Regions from separate parts of the Zea mays genome. Here region 2 is linked to region 1. The links are chromatin contacts, called in public Hi-C maps. All regions are on one chromosome and are shown on one strand. The core of a region is the stretch at or near the end of the contact, and the rest is flanking DNA. Distances in the headings are between cores, read along the strand shown. Region 1 holds the start of LOC100383184. Region 2 holds the start of LOC100279364.

Region 1 (5,485 bases), core at 1,722-4,221:
TTCTTATCAATATTATGTGGAAGAAGAAAAGTTCGCCCAAAGGTATGCATGCCACCAATGAAAGTAAGGTAAATATGCCCTGAATAAAAAGAGCTTTTGTCAAGCAACAGCTTAAAATACATTTTTACCTGAAAAAGGTTCACTCAGAATTGCACATTAGTTATCTAATGTCGTAGCATGTACTATAATAAGTGTACCAACATGTTCATGAAAACAAACAAGTGTGTAACCATGTTTGATCTTATAAAAAAGACATATTTCAGAAAAAAAAGTGTGTCAACATGATTGAGAAAAAAAGTGGGTGAACAATACTAAGAATAATTCCAGAGTCCTAAATAGGAAGGAATAAACTTCTTGTCTTCTTGAAGGCAATCATACTGGTAAAATGTTTGAATTGTTGTATTCTGACAAGACTGACTGCACAACTCTATTTCAAAACAAAACAACGAACGAAATGAAAGCATCATAACAAAGCATAAGAAAATAAAATCAAGCATGTTTGAATTTCTATTTTCGAAATTGAAACTTGTTACTTCAAACAACTTATAGTCAATGGGAGATTCTAATACGCTACAGGCTACAGCTGTTTAATACAGCAACTTACCACGATAACAGCAAACGGAGCACGAGTCAAGCCATTCCCCAACTTGTCTTGGATATTTCGTGATGCATTCTTATCGACAAAACAGAGTACAATAACAGCAATTCCCGCTCCAAATTCAATTGCAAGCTGTCATAAAGGAAATTCAAACATTTTGCCTTGCTACAAGGAAAAGGAATAAATCTATACAAACCCTATAACTAACTCAAGGAAAGGAGCATAGAGCAAACTGATATTGCCTAATGCATACCCAGATAAGACTGATTGCCATCAGAGCAAGGAATGTGAAATAATTCTTCCGCCCAACACAGTTATTTAGCCACTGCATAGATGTACCATATTAGCTATACATTAGAAACATTACAGGTACTATAATAGCATACCACAGGTAAATAAAGGTACCCGACAATGATGATCAAATCCATCCACACACTTGTCACAACTTCTGCAGTGTTTGCTGAATTTGCCAACCTGAGAAATTACTTTTTGTGAAGCAAAAATGAAACAACACTAGCTAGACAGTGAGATATGGTGAAAAGCTAAATTGACATACCTCAGCATTACATAATGTGCAAAACAGAGCCTCCTCACCATTTGCTTGCAACTCTGAGTCATCAGTTTTTCGGCAATCCTCCTTGACAAATATAGCACACAGAAGCCCACCTAGCAACCAACAGCTTGATCTTTTCTTTGGCAATTGTGATCCTAGATTCATGTTTGCCTCCCCTATGGATGAACCTCTTTGATTAGAATGTCCATCTAAAGAACTTCTGCAAGTAGACGTTGGGGAGTTTGTTCCTGTAGCATTGTTTGCTTTCTGGGGCAAATTCATGCCTTCTATTCCAGAGCCATTGGTTGGTATCTTAATAAGGCCATCCTCAAACTTTGACATGATCCCAGGATCCGCAGGGTTTATACTTGTGCATCGAATATAAAGGATGAAAACTGCAAGTGCCTGAATGTAATGTAGGGAGGAGAAACAACTCATGTTAGCAGATTTTTTTTAATAAGATGGAAATTGGAGAAAATTTTAATGTGAGGGAACTTACCACAGGAGTATAAACGCCAATGGCAATATACTCGAGTACTTGCTTTCCCAAAAACGGAGCAAAGAAGACATAAAACGCAACCAGCAGAAGGAAGAAAACTGTAATTGCAACGATCTGTCAAAATGAGATGATGAGTTAGTTGCCAATCTTTCCAAATCAAATGTTTCATTTCAACTAGTTTGGAGCTATTTAAGCCAGAGTATGGACTATGAACCAGAAAAGTACGTTGCAAAAAAACACAACATCTATCACACATGGGTGTAATTTTCAATTCCACAGATAACAAGGAATTAAAAGTAAGTATGCATATCTGATCATCTAGGCACTATGTAGAGAACATCATAAAAAAAGGGCAGACCCAATGCCAGAGGCTCCAACATGAGTGGGGTCTGGGGAAATCACAGGTAAATTAGAATCACACAAATTTAACTTCATAGTAAACTTCCCATGGAGAGCATGAAGCCCAGATGATTTTATGTACAGGCAGAAGATACAAGAAAACTGTAAACAAATATAACATTTGTCACATGAACAACAGTCATTTCTTTGAATTAGAAGTCATACTCTGTTGTCTGTTCATCGTTAAATTTATAATTGTGCAAGGGCATTTCACACTATTCTCGGTGTTAATCTATAGTACCAGTGGAGCTGCCTAGTGGAGTAGTGGTGAAGTTAGAGAAGAGGTTACATTTTCTGTGTGCGTTTCATGGACAAGTTAGCAGATGAAAAGCCATTGTGCATCAAGACATATGATCATGTTCTGTTGTTAGATAGAGAAAGAAAATAGTCCCAGTGGGCAGTGGTGAGCTACCATAGAATTGAAAATCCCGACATCACGACAGTTTTAGTACAATTTGCACGAATCGCCGCCACACTGCAAGAATCGCATACCAACCCAATTCGCGAAGTATTTACATCAGTCATTTCTTTCGACTAAGGAGCCACATTGAAAAATAGATTCAAAAAAGCCCAACTACTAGCCCGAGGCCTCTCAGCAGATCTTCAAAATAAGCACGGAGGACTTCGAATTTCTCGCGCCACGACGGCGCGGGGACGGAATTCTACAGCGGATTCTGCCAGTTACTAAACATGTCTGCGCTGATTACACCGAAGCAGAGCAGCGATCCAGAAACTGGAGAAGAGGTGGGGCGAAGAGGAAGCATCAGTGAGTGCACCTGCAGGGTGTGGGCTGGGAGCTGCCAGCCGTGCTTCCGCGCCATGGCTCCCCGCCTCCCCTCGGAGCCCCTCCAGACACCGAAGCCGCCGCGCAGATGAACACCTCCCTCCCTCCCTTCCTCCAGGCCGGCAGGCGGCAGCAAAAGGAGACAGAGGACAGGACGGCAGGCTTTCCTTTCCAGCGCCGCCGGGTTGGTACCCGCTAGCTGCGGTAGTTCAGAAGCAGCATTAATTATTATTATTATTATTATTACTAGGTGAATGCTCGTGCGTTGCAACGGAAACATTTAATAACACGATAACTTATGTATAAATGTGTGTTATAGCGTTATGAGAAAATGTTTTGTAATCCATTTGTGATCTTAACCATACATAATTTTTGTTATTTTAATCAATTGAAAGATTCATTACTTGAACGTATAAGGAACTGATAGAGATCGAATTTGTTTCAACAATTATGTCGAATTGAACCTTAATACCATCATACTTAATTAAGATATAGTTAAAATCAAGGGGATTCCAATCAACACAAGTAAAGTATCTCAGGTCAATTTGACAAAATAAATAGCTCCATGTGATTGCAATGGTCTCATTAAAAACCAACAGCCCATCACCTCTTTGAGTGAAGTTATATTATTACAAAAGAAGTCATATTGCATTCATGGACTCAATTTTGGTCAAAACATAGTTTATCCAATTAGATATAGAACAAGAGAACTATCACCTTAACAGGTGGGGCAATGCCAGTTCGAGCATCCCACAGAATAAGACAAGCATCATCACCCACATTACAAAACTCCTGCTCACTTCATCCCCAAATAAAAAACAATATAAGGTATTAATATAAATAAATAAAGCTAATCTCACTGCCATGAATAATCCCAATTGGAGGAAAAGCTCAGGCAGACACCACCACGGCGGCACTCGTTCAACATGTCAAGGTAGAACTGGCACTTGCTGATCTCACTGCCATAGTCGTTGAGACACTGCATCAACCAATAAAAACGGTGAGCACACATCATCGAATGAGTATACAAAATGCAGGTTAACAATTCTTAACATGACCTCAACAAAGCCAACAGTACGGTGCCCATAATATTAAAACTTGATTGATGGGCCTAGGTTTGATGATTAGGTAATTTGCAGGTTCAGTAAAGGAAAAAAAGACACAATAAAACTTCACTACTACATCATAGAAGTGAGTAACCAAATGTTTCATGCATCAAATTGAGGAAAAACAAGGCAGCATAAAGCTTGCCATACATCTTGGAAAGCATTAGAATGGATGTTGCAAGCATCACCGTCCATCACTGGAGCAGCAGGGGCAGCAGCTTCTGAGACAACAATCTCATGCTGAACAGTCTAGGGACGCATTACACCATTAACAACCCTGTGTGCCATGGCACTACCCGTACCAAATTCCATACCTAAAACAATGTGTTCATTCAAATCAATTCAAGGATTATGATAATGTTTGTTGCTGAAGTAATTCAAAAAAGAACAAGCTTAGAAAACTACCTTGAGCAATGGTGGACCCAATTCCTCCAAGAATGGAGCAACCACCACCATCACGACCAGGAGCTGGAGGAGGAGCCTAGCGCGCTGCCAAAAAGAAAAGTCGGAAGACACTTAGGAACAGAAATAGAACAGATTAAAACTCCTATATAAACACAATGAGCTGTAATACTAATACTAATATGAGCTAAACATAAACGATTCTGATTCCAAAGCAATCAAGATTCCAAAACAATGAGCTCTGTAATACTAATACTATACTTGTACCACAAACCCATGTGTAAGCATTAGGAACAGAACTGAAACAGGTTCCAGTTCTACCAAAAAACAAGGAACTGTAATTCTCTATATAAACCGAAATGCCATTGACTCTGCTTCAAACACAATCAACAGCTTCAGACTTGTACAACAAATTCCAATATAAACTTAACAGTATCTTTATGTCATCAACATTGTTATAGTAACAAACAAGCTTCAGAATTTTGGATCCGTAAGAGAGATTGCCGTGAGCCCCATAAAGTACTAAACTAACCTAAAAGAAACCTGTAAAAGCAATTCTCTGTCAACTGTATTTCAAATTCAACCTCTATATGAATCAGAAAATCGGTGCTTATAATAAAGCATCACCAAACTTCAGAACTTTATGTATAGCAAAAAGAAGTCATCCACATTTGGATCTCACAGAGAGAAAACATGTTTCCCGAAACTCTTCTCATCCATGCATAGAGAAGAGCAAGTGGGATTTGCTCAGCTACTGCTATCCTTGGCTGCACATGGCAGTATATGGTCAACTTAACAATGCAGTTATCTAATAACAGGTAGCACATGATTCTGCTTGCAAAATCTGACCATCTAGAAGAAATGCCAGATAGGATCTCAGCAAAGGAAGTGTCAAATTCTCCATCAAGCTAGCTTAGCTTTCAGTGTTACCATTTGCCCATATAAACCAATAAGCTTTGGTTTTCAGGGCTCAGGGATATCCACACAAACAGTGTTGTGGAAGTATCATAGAATAAATATTAATGAATTATACTTGGATTGAAATAGTTCATAGTTCTGACCTTAGTATACTAAGTGTAAACCATACACAAGCAGTGATAAAAAATGGGTGCTCTCAGGATCGAGATAAAATATGACACCCTTT
Region 2 (5,485 bases), core at 1,272-3,771, 440 kb before region 1:
AACCAGCAATCCCTACTTGCCCACATATCATGCAGCACTTCCCAATGACCACATTGTGGCCTATCTGCAAGAGAAAGCGTCAATTTATGGGAAAGGGAGAAAAAACAAACAATTAATGTAGGCGGGATAATACCTGGACCAGATTATCAATCTTGGTATGATTTCCGACCGTTGTCTCTCTCCAGCTGCAGTTAATAAAAGCTGAAGTTTCAGCAAAATTCTACTGCAGAGAAATATAAAATTAAATATAAAGAGCTGTTAGCCTATAGCTTCTGTTAGATGAAAGTCATGGATTAGCCAACAGAAGAACTACATTCACATATTCTCAATATCAGCAGTACATTTGAGCACCTAAAGTTATCTAGTGTCAAGCTAACAAGTTACCTGCCTCTGTCAATGCATGTATTTGCCCCTATTTCTACATGGTCTCCAATTCTTGCGCACAGCATCTGACAATAGCAAGATATTTCATTATACATGGAGAAGTCCATTTTACTGCAACATATAACCCTTTACTCCCCAAACTACTTCAGTAGGTCCAATAAACCCCATAATGAAATTTCCTTTTTGTGTTTGTTCACGTACAAGTTGAGCTTTAAGTTCTCTTTTTCTTTTTTTCGGAGGGGCGGAGATTATAGAGGACATGATGGCTCCCTTCGGCAGGCTGCTGCTGCAAAAGTAAGCATCAAGCACTGTTCATCCAGGCTTTAAAGAAGCCAGCCATAGCCTGCTGTGGCTTAAAGCCAGCCAGCCGAACCTACTGCCCTATGTTAGGAGAAGTCATTAAGATCTTTATTATTTGATGATTTTTTCTAATATAGAACATAATGTCCTCTATTCCTCCACAAATTTTGATCTTCATATTCAACTTGTAGGTGGAGAAATAAAAAAAAATCTCATTCATTCACAGGACCGATGAAATAGTTTGGAGTAAATCAAGCCTAAATTTCATTCATATGGGTTCAGCAGAAAAGGTGAATTATTCAAGATAGTAAGTGGACCTTCCTTTTTGGATTGATATCCAAATCACATCCACTAACCATTCTCAAATAAACATCTACAGAAATAATCCAGCTAATTACTAAGCATAGGGTGGGACTGGTAAGCATCATCTCAAGATCTTTTTGCTGTTGGACTTCAGGTAAGTAAAATGGATTAAGTATGGTAACTGTCAAACTAAGCTTTTCCTTACCTATATAAGATAATACTGAATATTACACTAACACAGGCCATAAGGTACCTCAGTTTTGAACTAAAGAAATCATTTCACTAGCTTTAAATTTGGAACAAAAAATACCACAGAAAAACAATGGTGACCAACTGACAATTAACCTGTGGTTTCTTCTTAACTTGTCCAGCCTCATCCACAAAAAAGCCAAAACCTGCAACCAGAAGATGTTGATATCATCATATCATGAGACTATATGAATTATATTATTTGAAAGGAGTACACAAAGTAATCTTCACATAACAACAAGTGTTTTACAAAAGAAAAGGTATGTGAGTAGCCAAAAGGCAATGCAATCTGCTCACTAGAAAAAAAGAAACTGTCCAACTTTCTGAAGTATAACTTGTACATCAAACAGAGAGATTTCAGCACATACTACTAGATACCAGCAACCTTGTATCTTCTTTTTTTCAAAGCATGGGATGAGGGATGACTTATAAACAGTAAATGAGTATATATGCTCACCATCTTGACCAATGGAGGATCCATTGTGGATAATACAGAACTCACCCACTGAGCAATTGCTTAAGACAACATTGTACCTAAACATTTTAAAACCAACCTTCATTCTCAGCAAATCCCTAAATCAAGAGTACATATAGGTCCTCGAATTAAATTCAAGAATCATCATACCCGACCCTAGTTGATTGACCTATGGAAACTGAAGGCCCAACCACAGCCCCAGAACCAACGACGACCTCTTTGCCGAGGACGGCACCAGAGTGCACAACCGCTCCAGCCTCCACCACAGCAGTGGGGTCAACGGAGGCCGCCCGGTGCAGGATGCCCCCGCCATTTTGCCACGACACGAACTCCACTGAAACAGTGTCAGGATCTGATCATTCAGCAAGTCACAGCTCACAAATATTTCAGAACTAGTAAAGTACTAGTTTTTTTCTAAAAAAAACGGAAGTTTTGTGGCACTGAAGTCAATGTTCTTACTGCTGCAAGCAGAAGAGACGCCGCCCAAAGACCGCGCAAAGTGACAGGCGGCGCGCGGCGGTACGGAGTGTAGTGACAACGCTGCCTCCGCCGCCCTGCGGACGGTCCTAGGCAGGATGACTGCCATCATTTACCTGAGTATGTGAAAAATCACCAAATGAATATATGCCCTAATAAGAGTATTTTGGGCAAAACACGAAAATGGGGGCATAATTCGAAACCAAATTAGTAGATCCTGATGGATGAGCCTGCTGTGGCGGATGGCAAGGCAAGCTTCCTCGAGCTCCAAAGCGAAAAGACACAGTCGAGGGATCAGCAGTGAGCAAGCACGAGCTTAACGGCTTAACCGCGAGAAAAACCTAGGTTTTCAAACAGCATTCGCACCGGATGTTTTTCACTTTGTGGGTGTAAACTGTAAAAGGGCTGTGGCTGTACAGCCTGTACTTAATCGATTCTTTCGTGTCCTTTCAGCCTACGCGCTTGTAAGTACTGTGTGAGTTGTAGTCCGTATTGAGGAATTTGGATTTTTGACTCTTCAAAAGATGAGCCTTCGCGTGTTTGACACTCTTAATATGGACTTTGCAGATTTGACACTCATAAGGTCGACATAATGAAAGTGGCATGGTGGAATCTACCAGAGGATGCTTTGACGTGGGGGGATTTTGAAGTTTTGAAGAAAAGATTTCCATAGGTGCTTGATTAGGGGCAATCAAATCTTGGCTAGGATGAAGATGTAAGTACTATGTGGTTTGTAGTCCGTATTAAGGAGTTGAGAAGGGGTTTAGTAGGGAGTTATGGGTCTCATTGTAACTAGTATAAATACTCAACTTTGTATTGGGAGAAGGATATGAAATGAATAACAGGAATCACAACCACCAAATACTTATCTGAATCTTACCTGGGATCCTACGCTTGGCTCGAACTAACGAGAGTTCTTCCCGTCACTGGCTCACGTCAGGGAGACGAGTGCTCCCGGCTCCCGCTGCCTTGAACAGTGACAAGTGGTATCAAAGCCTTCAAACTACTCCCTCCATCCAAAAGTCTTCATCGTTTAAGCCTTCCGCACTAAGACCAAGGAGGCCTCTCCGTTCACATGGTTTGCATTTAATCATCGCAGTAAATTCCAATTACCTGGCACCGTTTTATTTCCACGATGCAAGCATTTGTGATGCCGTGAAAAATCTCTGTTAAGGAGCCATACATCACCCGCGCAATGTAATTTACGAGACTAAATGGGAGGGAACATAGAGGTGTTTGAATCAACGGGATAACACGTACGAGGAACTGTGGGCGCCTGAGGATGAGGTGAAACTGTGGTCCCTACCTTAAACGACATAGACTCTTGGAAATTTTTATTTGCTTAGATGATGAGGATTTTTGAACGAAGGGAGTACGTCGTTGGTCTCGTGGAGGGGGCGTGACGGCTCCACAAGCTCGACCCTCGGTGTAGACTCCCTTCCTGCTTGAAGCGATAGCAGAGAAGGACCGCACCAATCAGAACAACTGGAGTTGGGTGTTTGCATCTCTGGATGTGATCACCAACAGGTTGGTGGCGGTGGAAAAGGCGCACCATCAACTGATGACACAAGTGGAGTTGGCAACGTTGGTGGATAAGCACGTGACGGTGGAGAGAACCGAGTTGTTTCGTAAGACGGAGGAAATTGGTAGGGTTGTGGCTTAGATGAGGTTGGAGATGGGAAGGGAGTTAGAATATTCTATCGATGGTTTGGAGGGAGATGGGAAGGGAGTTAGAATATTCTATCAATGGTTTGGAGGGAGAAGGGGATAATTTGAATTTGCAAGGGGAAATTCCACATCCCAGAGGTAAACAGGAGAAAGGGGAGGCGAGTGGTTCTGGCAGAAGGGCTCAACATGACTTGCAGAAGGATTCTCGAGCATCACAATTATTGCCTAAGATGTTCTTCCCAAATTCTCTGGTGAAGATCCTATCATATGGATTGATCAGTGTCTAGGCTACTTTACCATCTACAAGATTACTGAGTCGATTTGGGTTTCCTCTACTGCCATGCATTTGGAGCAAAGTGTTGCACAGTGGTGGAAGTGATACAAATTGTAGCATGTGATGGTAGGATGGCAAGGTTTTGTAGAAGATATGACTAGCAAATTTGGGGCATATGCTTATCTAAGGGCATTGAGGAGGTTGATGGCCTTGAGACAGACTAATAGTCTGGAATCTTACATTTTTGAGTTTGAGAAGGTGAGGTATGGAGTTGTTGTTCATAAATAGGAGTTTGATGAGATATTCTTTATGGACCAGTTTGTGAGAGGGCTTAAAGTGGAAATACAGAATCTGGTGCAAGTGCAAGTTCCAACCAAAGTGGACAAGGCTATTTTGTTGGCTCAACTACAACAGGAGATGTTGGATCAACATAGATTCAAAGTGCGGAGGCAGTCAACCACTGCTAAGTCCTAGGGGTTTCAAAATAAGTTGGATAAAAAGGGAGTCTATCAGGCCAATTATTTGTCAAAGGAGAGTCAAGTTAGGGAGTATAGGAATTTGAATGGTTTGTGCTATGCTTGTGGGGATAAGTTTGAACCTGGGCATCTAGCAAAAAGAACCAAAAGGAGTCAAATTCAGCTCAATGTTGTGGTGGTAGAGGAAGAAACTTCTACAGTGCTCTCTGATGAAGTTCTGCAATAGTTAGTCTATGCAGGCTTTAACTAGTAATGCTAGTGAAAATAGCAAGAGAATCAACTCTACTATGGGCAAGCAAGTGACGGTCATGTTGATAGACTAGTAGTTCCACAGATTTCATTAGTGAACACATGGTTCAAAAACTTAGGTTGGCAGTGGTAGTGTGTTCATCTGCTGAAGTTAATATGGATTATGGGAATTATATAGTTAGTGACAAACTAGTAAAGAATGTTGAATGGTAGGCTTATGGCCTTGTGTTTCACACGGATATGAGAGTGTTACCTCTCAGTGCCTTTGATGCAATACTGGGGTATGACTAGCTTAGGAAACACAATCCTATGCAGTGTGATTGAGAGAGAAAGGTGTTGCATATTGTGGATGAGGGAGTTAAGGTGACTCTATGGGGTGATTGTGTCGAAAATATGAAAGGGAAATGGCATTAAACCATTTGTCTAAGTCATAGGATCTCTCTCAAAGTTCAGCCAAAGCAACTTGGAGAAGATAGTTCAAAGATCAACGACAAATCAGAAAATCAAGTTCTGAAATCACCACGTGCGGACCGTCTGAGCCCCTAATGCGGACTATCCGGAATAATGTAGATTATTCTAGACAAGACCTCTTTGGAAAATTCACATGTGCTCAGACCATCCGGACCCTTA

The links. A called contact is a pair of places that touch in the nucleus more often than the background predicts.
Region 2: a contact with region 1 is called in a Hi-C map of ear, with 4 times the contacts expected there. The contact joins the promoter of LOC100279364 here to the promoter of LOC100383184 in region 1. A contact is called at or near these places in 3 of 25 Hi-C or Micro-C datasets (ear and leaf).

Annotation. Positions count from the first base shown.
Region 1 is chr7:47,002,241-47,007,725 of Zm-B73-REFERENCE-NAM-5.0, reverse strand. It overlaps LOC100383184, which reads right to left and starts at 2,971. Exons shown (of 9, transcript NM_001353407.1): 1 at 2,826-2,971; 2 at 1,651-1,764; 3 at 1,155-1,556; 4 at 1,004-1,072; 5 at 852-923; 6 at 605-730; 7 at 1-79. The coding sequence starts at 2,870. It also overlaps the pseudogene LOC103633855.
Region 2 is chr7:47,437,035-47,442,519 of Zm-B73-REFERENCE-NAM-5.0, reverse strand. LOC100279364 reads right to left here and starts at 2,521. Exons shown (of 11, transcript NM_001326395.1): 1 at 2,392-2,521; 2 at 2,171-2,304; 3 at 1,862-2,045; 4 at 1,694-1,770; 5 at 1,333-1,382; 6 at 385-449; 7 at 134-185; 8 at 1-64. The coding sequence starts at 2,300.